Linked DNA regions of Anser cygnoides: region 2 is linked to region 1. The links are chromatin contacts, called in public Hi-C maps. All regions are on one chromosome and are shown on one strand. Each heading gives the region's core, a stretch centred on a gene start, on an enhancer-like site or on the middle of the called end of the contact. The rest is flanking DNA. Distances are from core to core; before and after follow the strand shown.

Evidence for each region. Hi-C and Micro-C count contacts between places; a contact is called where the count stands out from the background.
Region 2: a contact with region 1 is called in a Hi-C map of liver, with 2.0 times the contacts expected there. The contact joins the enhancer-like site here to the promoter of RIC1 in region 1. A contact is called at or near these places in 2 of 7 Hi-C or Micro-C datasets (both in liver).

The regions. Positions count from the first base shown.
Region 1 is chrZ:83,999,842-84,002,792 of Taihu_goose_T2T_genome, reverse strand. RIC1 (RIC1 homolog, RAB6A GEF complex partner 1) reads right to left here and starts at 1,507. Exons shown (of 26, transcript XM_048050722.2): 1 at 1,111-1,507. The coding sequence starts at 1,251.
Region 2 is chrZ:84,051,158-84,054,108 of Taihu_goose_T2T_genome, reverse strand. All of the region lies in intron 15 of ERMP1 (endoplasmic reticulum metallopeptidase 1), which reads left to right. Among named protein-coding and RNA genes, the nearest start is that of ERMP1, 24 kb to the left of the region's middle. Within about 2 kb of position 1,383, at least 1 of the 3 cell types and tissues checked has open chromatin away from gene starts, as enhancers often do. A contact at or near this core is called in liver, where this site is marked.

The DNA.
Region 1 (2,951 bases), core at 258-2,757:
GTAATTTACCTACAGTAGGTGCCATGAAGCTAAGGGACCGCAGGCCACGCGATGCTGTTCACACAGCATAGTTACTGGGCTGACACTCCCTGGCTGGATACTTGTCGAAGTTAAAAAAGACAGCCACAGCAGCAACCCACCCAGGAACCAATTATCAGCCACACAGAGCAAAGCAGAAGGCAAAGTGATGAAACCTCCGCATAAATCAAAAGAGGATTTTAAGGCTGTGACTGTTGTTTGATACCTTTCTATACCGGCTTTCTAAAATTGGATTTTTACTTTTCTCTGTAATCCGAGATGAACTCTGAAAATTATCTGGAGTCGCAGATATTTTTAGACAGAGAGGGAATCTAATTAAGGCAGTATTTAAGAAGATCCAGCATCAAAATTTAAAGTCAATACCCTAGTTGTTTCATAAGACTGCATCAAACCAAATTGACATGCAGCACTTTTATGTCACCAAACTAATTCAAAGCTCATTTAAAGCAACGCATTTGATGTCAATTGTACACGGTTTCAAAACTGGATGTTGCTAGAGCAGCAACTTCCATTCAAAAGCCGTGTCAATTCTTATGTTCACGGTCACAACGTACCTGACTTGTAATGGTAAAAGGGAAAGTCATTTAACTTCTTATGGGTTATGTAATTGTGCAGTGTTACAGGTAGTTCTGCTTTGCAAAAGTAGGTGCTTCGTTATGTTTTGTTTGTATGATCTCTTACGTAAAACGCAAAACATACGAACAGAAAACCCATGAAGCACACTTGCAAAACCTGCATTGCTACGAGCACCGTCCGCGTTAAGTTTGCCTGCCACTTAAAGTCGACGCTTAAAAAAAAAAAAAAAAAAAAGTTGGGCAGAAGTCTCATTTTTGGGAAGAACCGATGCCAGCTCCGAGCAGATTTACCTTACGCGTCTTCGCAACGCCACAGTGCTACTGGTAAACACCTCGGGTTAACGGCACGGGTCCACCCCAGGGGAGGCCCACCCCAGGGGAGGCCCACCCCCGGGGCCCTGGGGAGCTCTGCGGGCTCCAGCCCCAGGTTTCGCGACCCTTTTACCGACGAGGACGGAAGAGGGGGGCCGGGGCGGCCGGCCGGGGACGCACTCACCCTGCAGTACCAGACGCTGAGCTGGGACGGGGCCAGCACGGCGAAGAAGGCTCTCTGCGGGTCGGTGCGGATGTGGAGGGGCCGCTCGGGGCTCTCCAGCGGGCACAGCAGCCGTTTGGGCCAGCCGCTGAGGAAATACATGGCGGCGGGCTCGCGGGGCGCGGCTCTCGGCGGGCTCTAGCCTAGGCGGGGGGCGGCGGCGGCGGCACCAACCGGGGGGCGACGGTCACCTGCAGCCGGTCACTGCTCGGAGCGCGGCCGGGGCGGCTGCGGGGCCCCCCGCTGCGGCTCCTCGCTGCCGCCGGTGCCTCGCCCGCCCGCTGCCGGCGTCGCTGCGGGGCCCGACGCGGCCGCCTCCATGTCCGTGCCGCCCGCCCCCCGCTCCGGCGTCCGGGCGCAGCGCGGCGGAGGAAGGGGGAGGGGAGAGCAGGGGGCGGGGCCGGGCCGGCAGCCGCCCATTGGCCGCGGCGGCGGCACCGCGCGGAAGTGGCGTCAGCGGCGGGCGAGGCTCCCGCCCCCGGGGGGCTCCGTGTGGAGGTTCCGGGCGGAAAGGCGCGCGGGGAGGGGGCAGCGGGGGGTTGCGCAGGCGCCGAGAGGCGCGGCGTGTGCGCATGCGCGTGGGGCGGCGGCGGGGGCCCAGAGCAGAGCAGGCTGAGGCGGGGCATGATGGCGGCCTGCAGCTCCCTCGCGAGGGGAGCGGAGGGGCAGGCGCTGAGCTCTGCTCTCTGGGGACAGCGACAGGACCCGAGGGAACGGCATGGAGCTGGGACAGGGGAGGGTCAGGCTGGGGGTTAGGGAAAGGTTCTGCACCCAGAGGGTGGTCGGGCACTGGGACAGGCTCCCCAGGGCAGTGGTCACGGCACCGAGCCTGACAGAGCTCAAAAAGCAATTGGACAACGCTCTCAGACACATGGTCTGATTTTTTGGGTGGTTCTTTGGGGATCCAGGAGTTGGACTCGATGATCCTTGTGGGTCCCTTCCAACTCTGGAATCTATAGTTCTGTGAATAAATAAACGTGAAGGCATCAGTGCTGGGATGAGGCTTCTCTCCTGGTTCTGCCACTGACAGGAGGACAGGAGTACGGCTGCTTGCTTGCACTTCAGCCCTGCGAAGCTTTGGAGTGCCTCAGGACACTGAACTGCAAGACGCTTTGCAGAAAGTGGGTCCTTTCGAAGCAAGCCTGCAGCTTAGGAAATGAAAAAAATCATTTAGTGACAACGGAGATCCAAGAAAGATTGTAATTGCTGCTAAAGATAGATTTGGGTAAGAAAGACAGATCTGTGAGTTAATCAGAGAAGGTGGTGTCATTGAAGCTGTGTTTTGGGGTTTGTGGACAAGAGGAGTACAGGTGGAGGGAATAGTCACACTTGCAGCGTGTGTGCAGCAGTGTGGTTTTGGCACTGAGTTTCTGCCAGGTGCTGTCACAAGTGTTTCTCCCACCAAGTGATGAGTTAGATTAAGGAGCTAACCCATCTGGAAATTATATACATATATATTTATATATATATTTTTTTTCCCCTCTAGGTTATTTTTCAGCCAACACCTGTTCCCTCTTCTTGTTTCCAAGATTGTCCAACTGTTTTTATTCACACGTTAAGGAGAGAGCAGGAGCATGTGGTGAGAAGAGTGAAAAGTAGAAACTGAGCGCAAGGCAGCTTTAGATGTAGTGACAGAGGCTGATTAGTCTCTTGTAATTGGAGGAAAAAAAAAAGACGAAGGAATATCATAGAGGATGGAAGAGAAGTGACAGCGTTTGTGCCATTGCAAGGTCAGGTCATGTGTTGCAAAGATACAGCTACAGATAGAAGTAATTAGGGAAACTTACTGAACAACTCTGTCT
Region 2 (2,951 bases), core at 134-2,633, 51 kb before region 1:
GGCATAGGAATAGAAAAAGGTTTTATTCTGAGTGGGGCAATAAGCAGCTAGTTGACTGGAATTCATCTATATTAATCTGAGATAGTTTACATGCACAGCCTTTTCTAACCTGCTTTGCTTTATGTTAATACTGGTTCTCCCCTAATTTTGATGTCTTTAATAGTCTGTTACATTATTTATTAACATACATCATTCTCTGTTACGTATCTACAGGGAAAAGGGCTTCAGAAATAAGTTGCTTATCAATTTAAGCATGTGTTTGCAAAGGAGGCCTGTGTTTGTTGTGATTGTGCAATCTAATGCAGCATTAGAATGTGTCATGGTGCCTTCAGATTGCATGTCAAGTAAAAGTATGCATTTGGAGAAAAAATGTTGGGATAAGTGCAATGAACAGAAGAGTTTCAGGCACGATACATAAAAGAACAGGCGTCTGAACTAGGTGGAGCTGTTCTGTATTAGCAATACCTCTTTTAATGTCTGTTCAATTTAGGTTGGGTTGTAAGCCTGCTGGAAAACGCTAATCAAATAGACAAGATCTAACAAGTCTGTACAGACCTAATTGTAGCATATAGGACAGAGCTGCTGAAGAGTGCTGGATGTGTTGTAATGTTGTTCAGTAATTTTTTTTTCCCCTTTTCCCTTGGGCATGGAGCCTAATTTGGTGCTTGATAATGATCTGGAAGGAGTTGGCAGGATGACCCATCTTAGAATCTGATATGCAGCAGTGAAGGATGGTTGTAAAAAAAACAAACAAAAAAAACCCATGGAATATCAGTAGCCCTAAATTATGTCACAAAACTGTGTGGTTAGAGCATACGAAATTGCTTAACCAGGGCTTTTATTTTGAACTCAGAAATAGTCCTGAAGGTTTGTAGTAGTTAGCCTAGAAAGGAATCATTCTGTCAGTCTGGTCTGAAACTCTGGGACAAATACCAATAGGTTCAAACGACTTTTTAAGTAAGTTAATTACCCAGTAATAAATGAAGCTTCAAAGCCAATAGGTATGAATGGATTTAAGTAAGTGTTTTAGTTGTCCATGCATGTTTTGTTTGGGGATGTTGGTTTTCTGTGTGTGTGTGTGTGTGTTTTGTTCCGATAATTGATCAACAGTAGAGAACTTTGTCATTTAGCTTCAACTTTCAGTTCTGGGTCTCTATAAAACCTCTTCTTGGTGTTACTAATTTCAGATGGTACATGGTACATAAAGAATTCAGTAAGATTTCAGGTTGCATCTTTCTTTCAGAGCTAACTTACAGTCATATGAGAAAGATGCTTGGAAGACAAAATTTAAGGTGTGTAGATACACAGTGGATTTACGGTCTCTGTTCTGGAGACTAAAAAGTAGCTTATTTAGTACTGAACTTTGATCTGTCACTTTCACCTTCTGCTCTTTTTGTTTGCTGCCTGACTTTGGCTACAGATGTGTTTGCTACAACAATGCTGGGGTTGAATTTTCCTTTTCTTAGTGTTTAATTTTCCTTTGCTTTTTTTTTTTTTTTGTCTTCCTTTGATTTGGTATGTCTATAAAGAAAAAAATCTTAGCTCTTCCTACCCGTTCTTGGATTGCATTTCCACATAGGTATTCGCATTATATTTGTTACATGCCCAACTTTCTCTTTACGTGATCAAGAGTTGCCTGCCAGGTACGGATGAGAGAGTATCCATTGGTATCTATTCCTAGTTCGAATAACCCATCTTTAGAGTTTTCTGCACTTTAACCTCATTTATGAAAATGTAGGTAATTAATAGTATACAAATACAGCAGCACAAAATCAGAAGGTCAATACATGGTCCTTCCCTACCTGTTACGCGTTCAAGCACTGGGGTTATTCTTGCCAGTCACTGTTAGCTAACATTCATCTCATTAACCACCAGAATCTTTCAACAGTCTTCAGCTCTCAGCGATAGGATAAACTATTATGAGACAGTAAGTAGTATCTGTGGCCTTTTTTTTTTTTTTTAAGGCTTTTTGTCCCTTTGGTTGTTGCAGCTTACTGCCCTAAACAGTGGGTGACTATCTATTGTTTTATAATCTTATTGTAGTGGTAGACAACTTTTTTTCCTCAATTTATAAGAAAAAAAAAAGGCCTCTTTTGTACAGGTCCGAGCTAGATTATGGATTTATATATTCCTGTCTACTTAGCAGTGGATCTCAACCTATAGCTTATAGGAGCTTCAGCTTTAAAACCAGCTTTTTAAATTTGTTGCTTTGCAAGTGGCTAAAACAGTAGTAAAAAAAAAAATCAAAAAAAAAATTAATCTACTTTAGCTGACCAAAGTGATGGTGAAAACTTTCCAAAGAAATATTACTTGAATCATTCAGTTTTGCAAATATACTATGTGAGATTTTCAGTGAGCAGCAAGGAACCTAGCACTGTTGCTCTTTTTCAGACACCATGAGTGCTGTACAGGATGAGACCCAGATCAAGAAAAGATGCTCATCTGCAAATGCTGATGAAGGATGAAATGAGTTATCCTTAAATATAGACATTAAATAGTTATGTAGGCCAAGCTGGCAAGAACTAAGGCAGCCTGCTTTATGTTAGCTGGGTAAACAAAGTGAGAGGCAAGACGGAATGCCACGGAAAATGTTAACGCTTAATGCGTTAAATAGGTATTTTCTCCCCTGTTTAGGTTGAGGTAATAGCTCTTATTTGCAGAAGACTAGATGTGTGGGGAGTTAACCTGGGCTGGCATTCAAGCTGCTTTCCCTCTCCTGAACAGGATGGGGGGAAGAACATAATATGAAAGGGCAGGGAGATCACTGCTGATTACCATCACAGGTAAAACAAACTCAACCTGGGAAAAATTGATTTAATTTATTCCACCCCCACTTTCTTCCCAGGCTCAGCTTCACAACTCCCTATTCCCAAGTCCTCTGCTTCCTTCCTGGCAGCACAAGCCAGGCTGGGGCAGTTGCTGCTGCTCCTTCCTCTTCAGACTTTTCTCTT